2 separate regions of the Triticum aestivum genome follow, and region 2 is linked to region 1. The links are chromatin contacts, called in public Hi-C maps. All regions are on one chromosome and are shown on one strand. The core of a region is the stretch at or near the end of the contact, and the rest is flanking DNA. Distances in the headings are between cores, read along the strand shown. Region 1 holds the start of LOC123164636 (BTB/POZ domain-containing protein POB1). Region 2 holds the start of LOC123169481 (ubiquitin-conjugating enzyme E2 28).

Region 1 (6,524 bases), core at 1,540-4,039:
GTAACAACATGGTGCACAAACTTCAGAGATCTGGTAGCTTCAAAAGTTAAAGTACATTTGTCCACATGTATAACAATTGTACACAAGTTTACTTACAGTTATGTCAGAATTATATCCAACAGAAGTATAATCCATCCAACATAACCCAATTGTTCCAAAATTAGGTGGGGCAGAAAGAATCAAGTAATCAAGCTCGTATAAATCTCAACCAATCAATAGTAAAGTGAGGAATTTAAAATGATTACCACATGTCTAATATTATCAACGCAATGGCTGGCAGAAAGGCTTCACCGGTACCAGCATGTCTCCACAGTTTCAATACAAAGGAATGAGTTACTCGCTCTGATACATTGTGCCATCAACTAACTCTAAAATCACATATGATCAGTACCAATGATTGCTACGCATAACAGTTCTCCAAAAAATAATTTTAATTATCTGGCATAGGTGCACAGAATTCTGTGTTTATGTGTTAAATTTTCTGAACCTGACTGCCATATACTACCTCTGTACCAAAATATAAGACATTTTTGTAGGCTAAACTAGCCTAATAAACGTCTTATATTTTGATACGGTGGGAGTACTTCGGAGTAATTAAAAGATATTCAATTGCACTAACCATCTTGTCCAATATCAGGTGGAGATTCTTCTATCATAGCTACAGGCTCCTCGTTGGTTTCCTCATAGGTATCACGTTCATCTGCTTCAATTTTGATGTTTGCTGGTTCTGACATATACTTTCCACATTCTGGGGGCATGAGATGATAGCAGGAGGTCATTGAAAATGGAAGTTATTGCACTCTAGAATAAGAACATGATTAAGAAAGTGTGAATAGTATAAGTGCATTGGCATCAGATCGTCATGACAGAAACATATTCTGATAAAGCAAAGCAAGAGTACAATAGTTTCAGATGACAATGACAGAAAAAGATCCAAGCAATAAAGCATAAATCCTAATAACAATATGAGGCCCATGAACAAGCATTAACGATGAATGCCTAGAGTGCACATTCAGAGCGAAGTTGGATGCAAGCAAAATATATTGGGTACTCCGAACTTTTCATGGGACGCTAATAGGATGTCAAATACTTCCTATGTCCGTGTTTATTAGGCCAGAGAACCAGTGAGCCGCATCCGGTCTTAATTAAGTGCAGATTTCGCAGGTTCCGTTGCTCGTTCCGTCCACTGATTGAGGGAGATAAATCTCCAGCCGCTACATGTGCGAGGTAGGCGAAACGGTTTCGCTAATTAATGCCGCTAGCCCATGTGTTCTAACAGGGCCAATTCAAAACTGGGCAACTACACGCGTTGTGCCTTGGTCCCAGCACTTCGCCCTGGTGGCCTAATAAACACAGACTGGGAGTAAGTAGTTAAGAGTAAGAACTTCTAACTTCATTACTGCTCCATCCTCCCCTTAATATACCCACTTTCATGCTTACTTTTCTCAAATATAGAAACTTAGAAGCATTATGTAACACCTAAAACCCTTGTTAGCCCATTACAACGAATGCATGCTCAGCTAAACGAGACATTGGACAACATCTGGCCGTACTATTAATCAGGCAATAACCAAACTAACTTCTGTCTATAGCTTATAACTTTATATACAACTTATTGCATCTACTGGGCTTGAGGTTGGTTCGGTTACGGTGCACAATGCTCTTTGCAAATTCAGGATCATACTAGGAGCAATGTCACAGAGTTTTCTTCTGCGGAATTAAGAGTTGAATAAGATCTTGCAAATAGAGTCCAGGATAAATCCCCTAAAATTCCACCCACCAATGTCATCTCCTGAACACGACGTTGCTAAGAAGATCATATTGTGGCTAAATTCCGTGTGGCAACAACTGAGAAATTCAAATCAAGGCAAACAACTAGGAAATCATAACTTCACTTCAATCAAAAGGAAAAGCTGCCTCACCATCTTTCTCCCACCTTATACCAAACGTAAGGCTTTTGATACCTAAATCCCCAACAGGCAATCAAAACAAATCAGCGGGAAAAGCAAGTAGTACTACCTCCATTTCCCAACTCCCCACCCACCCGCTGTCAAATCAGTACGAATACAAATTCAAACCCACCCACGCCCAAATCGCCCCGTACCGAAATGATGACGAGACGTAGACCAACCTTCCCCACCTTTCTCGAGGCGGAGGTCCTCCCTGCGGCGCTTGCGGTGGCGCGCCCAGTCGGCGATGGAGGAGCAGCCCTCGCCGGCGGCGCCCTTGGCCCCCGGCGCGTCGTCCCCGGCGACGATCTCGATCCGCAGGACCCGGTCGGAGAAGTTGACCGAGTTGAAGGCGAACTCGAAGCTCGGGCCGCCGCTCGCCCGCGAGAAGTCCGGGTCCATCCCGGCCACCACCGCCCCCTTCCTCCAATACCAATCCGGCCACGCCCGCCGCCTCACCTCCGCCGCTGCGCGCAGGCCGCAGAAGACATCATCACCGCCGTCGGAGCCGGAACCCTAGCCCGAGAGAAGGTTCCAGAAGGTCGCGGAAGCGGGGGCGTGGGGACAAGAGTGAGACGGAGAAGAGAGAGGCGTGGCTGTGGTGTGATGGGGAGGAAACCAGAGGGTGGTAAGCGTGAAACGGGTGCGGCGATTTGGGTGCAGAGACCGGCAGGCCGCTTAACTAGGAGGCGTGCGCCGTGGGTCCCGGCTGTCCGCGGGCCACGTTTCCCACACGTGGGGCCGGCGCGTCAGCGGAGGGTGAGGGTCTGGTCGGCGTCGGCGTCGCGATTCTGTGCCTTGCTTCGCTCGCGACGTGACCTGTGTTGCGTCTCTCCTTTCCTTTTAGACTACTAGTAGAGTGAGTAGAGTTGGGCTGGTTGCGGTTAGGAAGGGGGGACGCAGGCGGCAGGTCGACGGAGAGGACGTCAAAGCTTGCGGTTCGGAGGGGGTGGGTTTTGGTGTCACGGGTTTTTCCCCTTGTGGAGTAATCATCATCATTTTCTCATGGAGTACTTTCCTGTCCATGAACATGCATGGAGCATGATTTGGGCAACTGGGATTACTCTGATTGCAGAATGAGAGCATCGTATTGGATTTCGAACTGTTAGAGTAACTCGGTTTCCAGGGTATATTTTATGCCCTATTTTATGTTGCAACCTAAGAAAGCCTTAGGGCATCTCCAATGCAGTGACCCAAACAACACGAATTTTATTCGCTTTTTATTCTTTTAGGTCAACAAAATAGACAGCGGACATAGACGGACATGCGGACACAGCCCAACGGAGCTAACGCATTTTGGGACGGACATGCTCTTACCCAACTATCGCTCGGGGAGGAGGACGTCAAAGAGGTGTATACCCGATGCGGAGGGCACGCCGCCGCGCCTGATGTGGATGATGTTCTCCGCCACGGAGACGACATGGACAGCACCACCGAGCCTGCCGGCGATGCGGTTGTCGGGGCCACCGCGACGGCGGTCTCGAGGCCGGTCGGAGTGAGCGCCATCATGCTTCGTGCCTCCTCTGTCTCCCATCGGCGTGGTGGAGATATTTGTGCGGTTCATGGGTGGATGTGTGGACCGGGAGGGGAAAAATGAGGGAAGAGATTGAAAAAAAGACGGTGGGTGGTGGGCCAGGCCGGACAAAGAGGACACAGATGGACAACGCACGTTGTCCGCTTCGGATCCAAATTTGACCCAATTTTTGGGACAGAAATGAGTCCGAGACACACAAAGTGGACATAAAAACATAATGGCTCTCTGCATTGGGCTGCATTTTTTGTCTCTGTAGATCCAAATGGACGCCGGCGGATGAAATGGAGCCTTGCGTTGGAGTTGGCCTTAGAGCATCTACAACCATACATAGCTAATTTGAGTTGCCAAACGGGTCAGGCACGTTCGCAAACGGTGACCGGTCATACCCCATATTTCACCCCCAACGATCATAGTAGCCACTTCACGATTTGCATCTTCATACAAAAGCATGTACCGACATGATCTACGTACCAAGTACACTCCCACAACTACAATACTCGTCCCCCTCACTGGAGATGTTGATGAAGTTTGTGCCGAAGCCGCTGACCTAATGGTCATGGGCGGCTGGCGCACCTCCGGCTCCGCCTCCTCTTGCTCCTCGTCGGCCAAGATCTCGTTGAGCTCCACGTCTGCCTAGTGAGGAAGCGACGGTTGGCCTCCACCTCCGCCTCCGACTGGATGGAGTCGAGGATGGTTTGTTGCTCCATTGCGTCCTCTGCTTGGGCCACCTCGAACTCCGCCAGCGCGTTGGCAATGGTGAAGCCCGCAGACTGCCTCCTCCGCCTCCGGGTCCTCCAGGGTCTCCTCCTCCTCTGGCTCCGGCTCGGATGAATCCGGAGGCAGGCTGACTACGATCCGAGCTTCGTGCCTAGCCCGGTTCTCCTCCAACAGCTGCAAGCGTTGCTCCGGGGTGAGTATGGCGTAGATGGTGATCCTACTACGGGCCATGGCTAGCGGCTAACGATGACCGGATTGAAGGTGGCGGCGTGAAAGGAGGAGAGGGTAGAAATGCAGACAGGCTAGGGTTGGGTTGCCGTCGTCCAGCTTAAATAACCGTGCTTGGTCCTCAGGCGGCACGTCGTGCGACGCCACGCAGCACCATGAATGCATTCTCACTAAAAAATGAAGGAGGCGCCCTTCGGACTGATGGTTTCTATGAGTGTTCATGTGGGCCCTTGTGGTCAGTCCTACATGGTGGGCGTATCCGGGTGTCCCCACATCCGCCCCACATATGCACCGGTTATGAGAAGTGCCAGTCAACCAGGGTGTTTGAGCCAGATTTGCCAAATCTGGTTGGGCGGCTGTTTTCTGTGCGGTCGGGCAGGTCAGGCGTTTGACAGATACGAGGGCTCATGTAGATGCTATGAAGCCTTGTTTTTGGTGGGCTGGTTTTCGACGTGTGCAACCCCATGGATCCCATGCAAACCCTCACCCCCTGTAAACTCAACACGCCCTCTTCCCCTCGTGTATTCTCTACCCAAGCACAACTCTAATGCAAATTATAAGGGGTTGAGGGGATTAGGTGAAGGGAAAGGGTTCCACCAGATCCCTTCCCATCCCCGGCCCTCTTGCGTTGCGTTTGTAATTGTCGCGGTGGCTAATCTATTGATTAGCTTGGTGTGAAGTTGTACTACACTTGTTATTCGCATCAAGTTCTTAGTTTCCTGTACTTGATTTTCGCCTTTTATGAAAATATGGTATGCTTAGACTTACTCGAAAAAAAATTAGGTGAGAATCCTCCGGCGATTCTAAAAAAATGTGGCAATCAATCAACAGCCGTATTGCCAAATGACCAAACTTTTGCCAACATCGCCCAGCCGCAAACTAAACAAACAGAGCCTATAGCTATACCTGGCAGTTTCTAAAAGAAAATACAGTAAGGCCCTGCTTGGATCGTTGGTTGCCTCCCAAATACTCTTTCCGCCTCATAATATAAGAACGTTTTTGACACTGGCGTCAAAAAAGCTCTCATATAATGGGACGGGACGGAGGGAGTACCTCCGTAATCGATAGACCTCCAGCCATCGTTTCTATTCCAAACGGAAAACACACTACAGCCGGTAATTTACACCTGTAAATTAAATCCAGCTGTATAAACTTACACCGAATCCAAGCGGGGCCTAAGATGCAAAATCCATCGTTCGAAGTAACCTTTTTCTTTTCTATAGAACTGACTTGCTTATTGCCATCATTTAGCAAACGCTCTTTGTACCTTGACTACATTCTAGTACATGACACTATCCAAGCATGTCGTATGTCCCTGAAAGGATTACCATCAAAATGAGTAGAAATTTCAACAAACTGCAAATTTAACTCATGTAGCGCTACACATTAAGAAAAAACTTATGTGGCGCAACTACACCTTCACAGTTCATAAGATGTTACTTTTCAGTTTTCACAGTTCACAGATTTTGCTTCTCATTTCAAAAGTGTCTATTTTGGTGCTCAGGAAAAACATGTTTGAACCACACAAGATTTTCCACTATCTATGATTGCTTTATGGTCAGTTCTGCTCTCAGATGTAGAACTCCATCGATGAAGAAGAGGCTGTCATCAGCCATAAACGACGGCCAGGGAATTGCAAAGAGATTCCGGTAGCCAACTGCCTTTCCACCAGTGAAGGTGTAGTAACCCTTGTACTTGCTGACAAAATCGCCCGATGGCCTTGTCCTTGCAGCAAACTCATAGTCCACGGTGACACTCGTTGAGCCTTTCTCTTGCATCCCTAAGAAGAGACCAAAGCAGTGGAAAGCACTTTGCTGATCCATGTTGCAATGTGCTGACAGGAAGAATCCCTGTCCAGCAAGATGGAATGCTTGCGAGTAAATCCGCCCGGATGGGAAAAGTCGGCTACACTCCTCACGCTTCAGATCCAAGTATGCTATGCACTGAGGATATGGTTGATCAAATTCCACCACCTTAAGCGGGCGATACTTGTAAGCTCGTTCAGTATATTTCCTGCAAGTCAACACATCTGCAGCAAGGGCACGCTGTCGATGTGGTGCATCAGCTTTGTACAGGAGTGCATCAGTGACACTTTT
Region 2 (6,524 bases), core at 2,634-5,133, 620 kb before region 1:
GCAGGCCTACCGCCAATCATCCGCGGCGCATACCTTCGCCATGATTTCCACATGGCACCCTGGCGAGAGCTTCCTCAACCACGAACGAGCGGTTCTAGCCATTGCTATCACTAACGAGCGAGGATGCGAAGGGCTCGGACGGGGTGAGAAGGGGTAGTTCGACAGCAGCTCGGACGATGGGCCAAGGGCTCGAAGGGGTAGGGTACTAAGGCATGGCCGGCTGGCTTAAACAGCCGGAGCAGGCAGAGCGGCGGGTTGAATGTAGAGCGCCGGAGTAGGCTTCCTCGGTTCCACGCCAATCACGTCCACCCTGAATGCACCGAGGGTTTCTTGAGACACGAAGAGGAGTTTTGGGTGGGTCAGTCTCGTCAGAGTACGAACGTCCGGGCTCCTCTAAATCTCCCCTAGGGTGCTGTTTGCAAGATTTCCGACATTCTGGGTCCGTGTTGTCAGAGTCCGACATGGTTGTCAGAGTCCGACATGGCAGATGTCCGACTCACAAAATTTCCCCCAGGGTTGATGCTGGTTTGCAAGATTTCGGACATCCGGACCAATAGAGACACTTTACTTGACAGTCGTTGAATGGGCAAAAGTGTTGGGGGCTGTTTGGATTGGATCAGCGGCACGCCCAGCCAATATTATTATTGGCGTTGACCAGGACACCGCAGCTTGTTTGGATTGGTTCCAACGTTTTGGCTCGCCAACTGAACCCATCTTTTCCTCTGTGCTTGTACGCCAATTCGTTGGCGAAATCAGGGGCGGCCGTACGCCAATTTGTCCGTAGCATCCAGAAACATCCAGTAAATAAGAGACAAATACGAGGACACCAATCAGGTCAAGCAACGGAACAACTTTAGTTTCGGTTCCCATCTCTATTAATTTGTTGGATGGGTGCACCCATAGACCCATAGAGGCCTTCTGCCATCACTTCACAATATGACACTTGAATTCAGTCAGGTAGGTGGACAGTACAATCCCATATAGCAGCAGCAGAACAGGAACAAAGATACATTAGGTGTAACAAGCGAAGATGGCCCCAACATCATCCTCCAAGCGCGGCTCCAGGGTCAGCCCATTGCATACTTCTGGGTCCAGCTCCTCGCTGTGGACTCATACTTCGCACGGTCGCTCTTGTACATGTGTGCAATCTCCGGAACCAACGGGTCGTCGGGGTTTGGGTCCGTTAGTAGAGAGCAGATTGAAAGGAGCACCTGGAAATAGGGGCTTGTCAGATAAACGTGCAACCGGAGAACGAATGCTGCTGCAAGGTTACTGCACAGATAGTTTAATTTTAACATGCTTTGGCTAAGCTGTAAGAATTAAAACTGCTGGAACTCCAGCTCAATGACAGGCATCACATTCACGACCGAGTTTGTTACAAAACCATGAAAAGAAAGAATTGTGTCACCTTTGAAACTGTCAATGCAGGGCTCCATTGCTCCTTCAAGATATCAAGACAGATGCTCCCATTGCTGTTGATATTTGGGTGGAAAACCTTTGTTTTAAATGCAACCTGGAAAATTGTTTCCATCATAATTTAGCTAGAGGGAATGCGGAGCTCAAGACAAGCATTTCAGATTTACTTGAAATGTTAAAAGACATTTGGCAAAGCAGTTGCAACTACTTAGATCATTGCTATAGCACAAATATTTTATCTACAAGTACTAGCATGGAACAGAAAAATAACATGAAACCCTCTCCTAGTCAACCTTTCCACCACATGGAAGTAATCATTGTTATGTAACATGCATCTCAATTATCATACTAGAGCATTTTTTCAATAAGCACAATTTGATCATCACAACTTTACTAGAGCATGCATCATGCAAGAATCATCCACTGTACACGCAAAGGACAGGAGTTGTGATAATACTAGCTTTTGATATACAGGTCCAGTGATCGACACACAAACATAGAAGGGATATGCTAATAGATGAACCATTCCCCTGACTCTGGGCTAGACAACTTTACAGTTTTGTCTGATAGGCTGGCAGTAGTATTTAAGCTTGAATCAAAAATTTGATGAGAATTAATGCAAGACGTTGGCAAGGAAGTTTCTTATAACAGGGCTTTGGGAAACCTCAAAAAGCTAGAGAGTTGAAAAGGCAGCACTCCTGTATCATCCTAGGAATAATTTCAGATCGTTGCATACACTCGACTGCATACCTTGGGTGGCTTGAATGGGTAGTCTGGGGGGAAGTGAATAGTAACCAAAAATACACCACCAGCATATGGGCTTTCCGATGGACCCATGATCGTCGCTTGCCAGTGGAACATATCTTCCGCCACAGGGCCTGTTCCGTGAAAACCAGATGTTTTAGTCACACAATGGAACCTCAATATAAATTCCCATAGTGCTATTGCACGCAATGGGCTAAGCAATGATACTTCAACAAGAGGACAGTGACAACACATTACTAGCAAAGCTTAGCAGACCACCACAGAAGAACTTTCAAGGTTAGGATGGTCAGCAATGCTTGACTACGACCATGCATATTCATGGGTACCCCACGCATCCAGACATGAACTACTCACTACACATAACCTCAAGTGTTTTTTATCCCATCAACATGTAATGATGTAGCGAGTGATTACTTGTTCAAAACGGCGAAACTACTACTTTAAACAGGGAGTCCAGATGCATAACAGCGTAAGAATTAATAACTGTAGATTATATCAAAACTGCCCTGATCATTTTTAGTGCCTATCAGCAGCTAGAAGCATTTTTGCCGTACCATTGGTAAAATGGTAGGCAAGTGTGACATTTTCGATAAAGGCACGGTTACAACACATTATTAGTAGCAAAGTTTAGCAGTTCAGGAATGCTTGACTACACGCATGCGTAGTCATGTACTCCAGAGGTTAGGATGTTCTGGAATGCTGCTTGAGCGTCCACCCAAGAACAACCATCAATATGTAATAATGACAATGCAATGACTGATTACGTGTTCAAAAGGGGGAAAGTACAATGTTAAACCGGGAGTCCAGAAATGGAAGAAATGAAGAAACTGTAGGTTACATCACAACAGTAGTAACCATTTTTAGTGCCTATCGGTAGCTAGAGGAATTTTTGCCAAACCGTTGTAATTGGTAGGCTAGCATGACTATTTGCAGTAGGTGTTTGGTCCACTGCCAATGTTTTTCCTTCAGGAACAGTACAACTACCATTTTATGTGTGCCAGTAGGCTAACTGTATTGGCTCATGAGCATGGGATATCCGGCGACCAATTTGCTCCACAACGGTTTGCCCTCCCTTTCAGATCCCCGCCGGTTACTGCAATTTCTAACGGTTCTACACAGGAATTTCCAAAAGCAGCATGTGTCTAGCAAATAAGTAGATCTTCTTAATTAATCGAGATACATATATCTAGCAACGAGGCCACGAAAACGACAAATCATCACACATGCATCTGTCACCGGGACGAGGGATCTTCCGGGGGTTGGTGGTAAATAAGTAGAGCTAGCTGGTAATAAATAAGTAGATCTGGCGGCAGAAATTACCGGCGCTGCAGGAGGTGGGGGGATCCCTCTGCAGGTCCTTGAGCTCCTTGAGGATCCGCTTGGACGCCATGGGGACGGGGCTGCCGGCTAATCAAGCGGCGGAGCTAGTTGCGATTCCGATCGGAATCGAGAGGGAGGAGGAAGTGGGACGGAGTGGGGAATAGATCGACGGGGAGCGCGTATAAGTAGTCGGGGAGGGATGGCGTGCGGAGGAGAGGAGAGGAGATTGGGTTGGGTTGGAGCGGAGGATGGTCACGGCACGCAGGGCGGTCTCCGGAAGCTTCCGGCCTGGGTGGAGCACGCGGTATTGCGTACTGGCGGCCAGGCCACACTGCTGGCTGGCTACGGTGGCCGGGTGCGCGGTCGGTCGCGTTAGACGGACGCGGCTTTCCCCGCGAGAGAGGGGAGGGTGTGGGGAAACGGGTCGGCGACGCGTCTGGTTCTCCTTCTTTTCCCTAGCTTTTCCTGGGTCCGGCCTCTTTTTTTCTTTTTCTTGCTCGACCACATGCCACTAGCACTGGGTTTTTTTCCTCTAGGGTTTCCCTTGGTCCCAAATATCCTCCGGCGGAGCCACCGCCAAAGTACCCTAGATACCGATCAGTTCCATATTTCTTCATGTCGGAAGGAGGCGGGCGTGGATCACAGTGGCAAATACTTGTTGCCTGTATTCCTCTGTAACGGACCGGGGATGATGGAGATCGTCGATCTGGAGTAGGTGAGAGGAGCAGAAGGGGGATGAGGCTTGGAGAGGAAGGAGGTTGGGATTGTAGAGGAAAGTTTAGGTTATAGAAAGAAAGTTCACCAGGCATGTCTCGCTCGGCCACAGGCGACCCCTTTTTAACTCGCACGCACACGCGAGTTCCACACGTCGGATGTGCCGTGTCACACTGACCATGGGTTGGTTAGGTGTGACACTCTCCCCTCCTTAAGCAGCTTCGTCTTCCACCCAAATTGGAGCCGCCGGATAGCGCTAGCACAGAACCTCGTAGTCTTCCTACGTCGTTGTGTCGGGAGATCCGGTGCTCTGAACCTTGAGCTGGACTACCGGCGCATCGCCATGCTTCATCATGCGCCGGTCTAGGATACACGAGGGCTCGGCCAATGTACCAGAGAGGTCTTGACGCGGGGCAGTTCTGCGAACACCGGGGTATAGTCCGGCGTGAAGGGCTTCAGTCGGGACATGTGGAAGACGGGATGGATGCGGCTTGTTGACGGCACGTCCAGCTTGCTTGCCATTGGTCCGATGCGCTCCAACACGATGTACGGCCCGAAGAATTTGAAGGCGAGCTTGGCTCGGGGGCGGCTACCACGGGCTGCTGGACTTACGGCTGCAACTTCAAAAGAACTTGCTCCCCGACCTGGAAGCTTCGATCCTAGAGATTTCGGTCGGCCTGCTTCTTGACACAGCGCTGCGCACGCTTGAGCATGCGCGGATGAGGGTGGCGTGCGTCGTCCAATCCAGATCTCTCCAGTCAGGGGCGTCTCGGACCAAATCCTGTGGCACCCAGGTTGGCCTCCTTGCCACACAGTGCCTTGAAGGGAGTACAATTGAGCGCGGAGTGGAATGTGGAGTTGTACCAAAACTCCGCCATGGGCAGCCAACGGCGCCATTTGCGCAGCGAGTTGTGCACCATGCATCGTAGGTACATCTCAATGCACTGGTTCACGTGCTCGCTCTGGCCGTCCGTCTGGGGGTAGTAGGCGGTGGAGTAGAGCAACCTCGTGCTGGCGCCGACAAGCATTTCCCGCCACAAGTTGCTGGTGAAGACTTTGTCGCGGTCGAAGATGGTGGAGGACGGCACGCCGTGGAGCTTGACCACATTATCCTAGAACGCGCGCGCCACTTGCGTCGCATTGAAGGGGTAGAGGAGGGGAACGAAGTGAGCGAACTTGGTGAACCGATCCACCATCATGATGGAGTCGAAGCCCTCGGATGTAAGCAGACCCTCCACAAAATCCATGGTGAGGTCCTCCCATGGCATCGCTGGAATGGGGAGGGGCGCCAGGAGGCCGGCAGGTTTGGTGTGTTCGTGCTTGGCCTGTTGGCACACTGTGCTCTAGTGCACGAACTCGTCGACGTCCTTCTTTAGGCCCCGCCAGTCGAAGTGCTTCTTGACGCCGTGATAGGTCGTCGTGGTGTCGAAGTGGCCGCCCACCGCGCTGCTGTGCAGGGCGGCGATGAGATTGGTGCACAGGGCTATGTTTGCCCCGATCAAGGGACGACCTTGGCAGCAGATGAGGCCACGGTGGACCTTGTAGCCGTCGTCGTCCTGGTTGTGGATGGCGAGTTGCTGGAGCCGATCCTACGCGTCAGGGTCCGTCTCGTAGGAGTTGGCCACCTCCTGTAGCCAGGTCGGTTGGCATACCAAGAGCGCGACGAGATCAAGGTGTTTGCTGACGCGCGACAGCGCATCTGCCGCCCCTTGTCGAGTCTGCGCTTGTACTAGAAGCAGAATTGGAGACCCACCAGCTTGGACATCGCCTTGCGTTGCAAATCTCTAGATGTTGTTCTCCCAGATTGCAGAGGCTCTTGTTATCGGTGAGGATGTCGAACGGACCGCGTTGCAGGTACTTCCGCCACTTGTCGATAGCTATCATCATGGCGAGAAATTCCTTCCCGTACGTGGAGAGCTTTTGGTTGCGCACGCCGAGAGCCTTGCTGAAGTAGGCCACGGGTTGGTTGGCGACCGTCTCGTTCATGAACGGGCACTTGAAATTGGGCAGAGCCAACACGGGAGTGGTAACCATCACTTCCTTGAGCATGTAGAACACCGTCGCGGCTTGCTCGTTGATACGTCCATTTTGCATCATGTTTCCCTATTGTTATTTATGATGTTTTTGGCCAATATAACACTTTGTAGTGCCATTCTAATGCCTTTTCTCTCTTAATTTGCAAGATTTACATGAAGAGGGAGATTGCCGGCAGCTGGAATTTTGGGCTTGAAAAAGGTATGCCGAAGCTACCTATTCTGCACATCTCCAGATGAGCTGAAATTTCACGGGGAATTGTTTTGGAATAAATA

What was found. Hi-C and Micro-C count contacts between places; a contact is called where the count stands out from the background.
Region 2: a contact with region 1 is called in a Hi-C map of leaf, with 6 times the contacts expected there. The contact joins the promoter of LOC123169481 here to the promoter of LOC123164636 in region 1. A contact is called at or near these places in 2 of 5 Hi-C or Micro-C datasets (both in leaf) and 1 of 1 datasets of contacts at active chromatin or transcription factors (leaf).

Annotation. Positions count from the first base shown.
Region 1 is chr7D:429,032,450-429,038,973 of IWGSC CS RefSeq v2.1, reverse strand. It overlaps LOC123164636 (BTB/POZ domain-containing protein POB1), which reads right to left and starts at 2,789. Exons shown (of 6, transcript XM_044582175.1): 1 at 2,105-2,789; 2 at 620-748. The coding sequence starts at 2,351. It overlaps LOC123164637 (BTB/POZ domain-containing protein POB1), which reads right to left. Exons shown (of 6, transcript XM_044582179.1): 6 at 5,745-6,524. The coding sequence ends at 5,970.
Region 2 is chr7D:429,652,913-429,659,436 of IWGSC CS RefSeq v2.1, reverse strand. LOC123169481 (ubiquitin-conjugating enzyme E2 28) reads right to left here and starts at 3,883. Exons shown (of 4, transcript XM_044587356.1): 1 at 3,502-3,883; 2 at 2,167-2,294; 3 at 1,409-1,513; 4 at 836-1,211. The coding sequence starts at 3,571. The coding sequence ends at 1,068.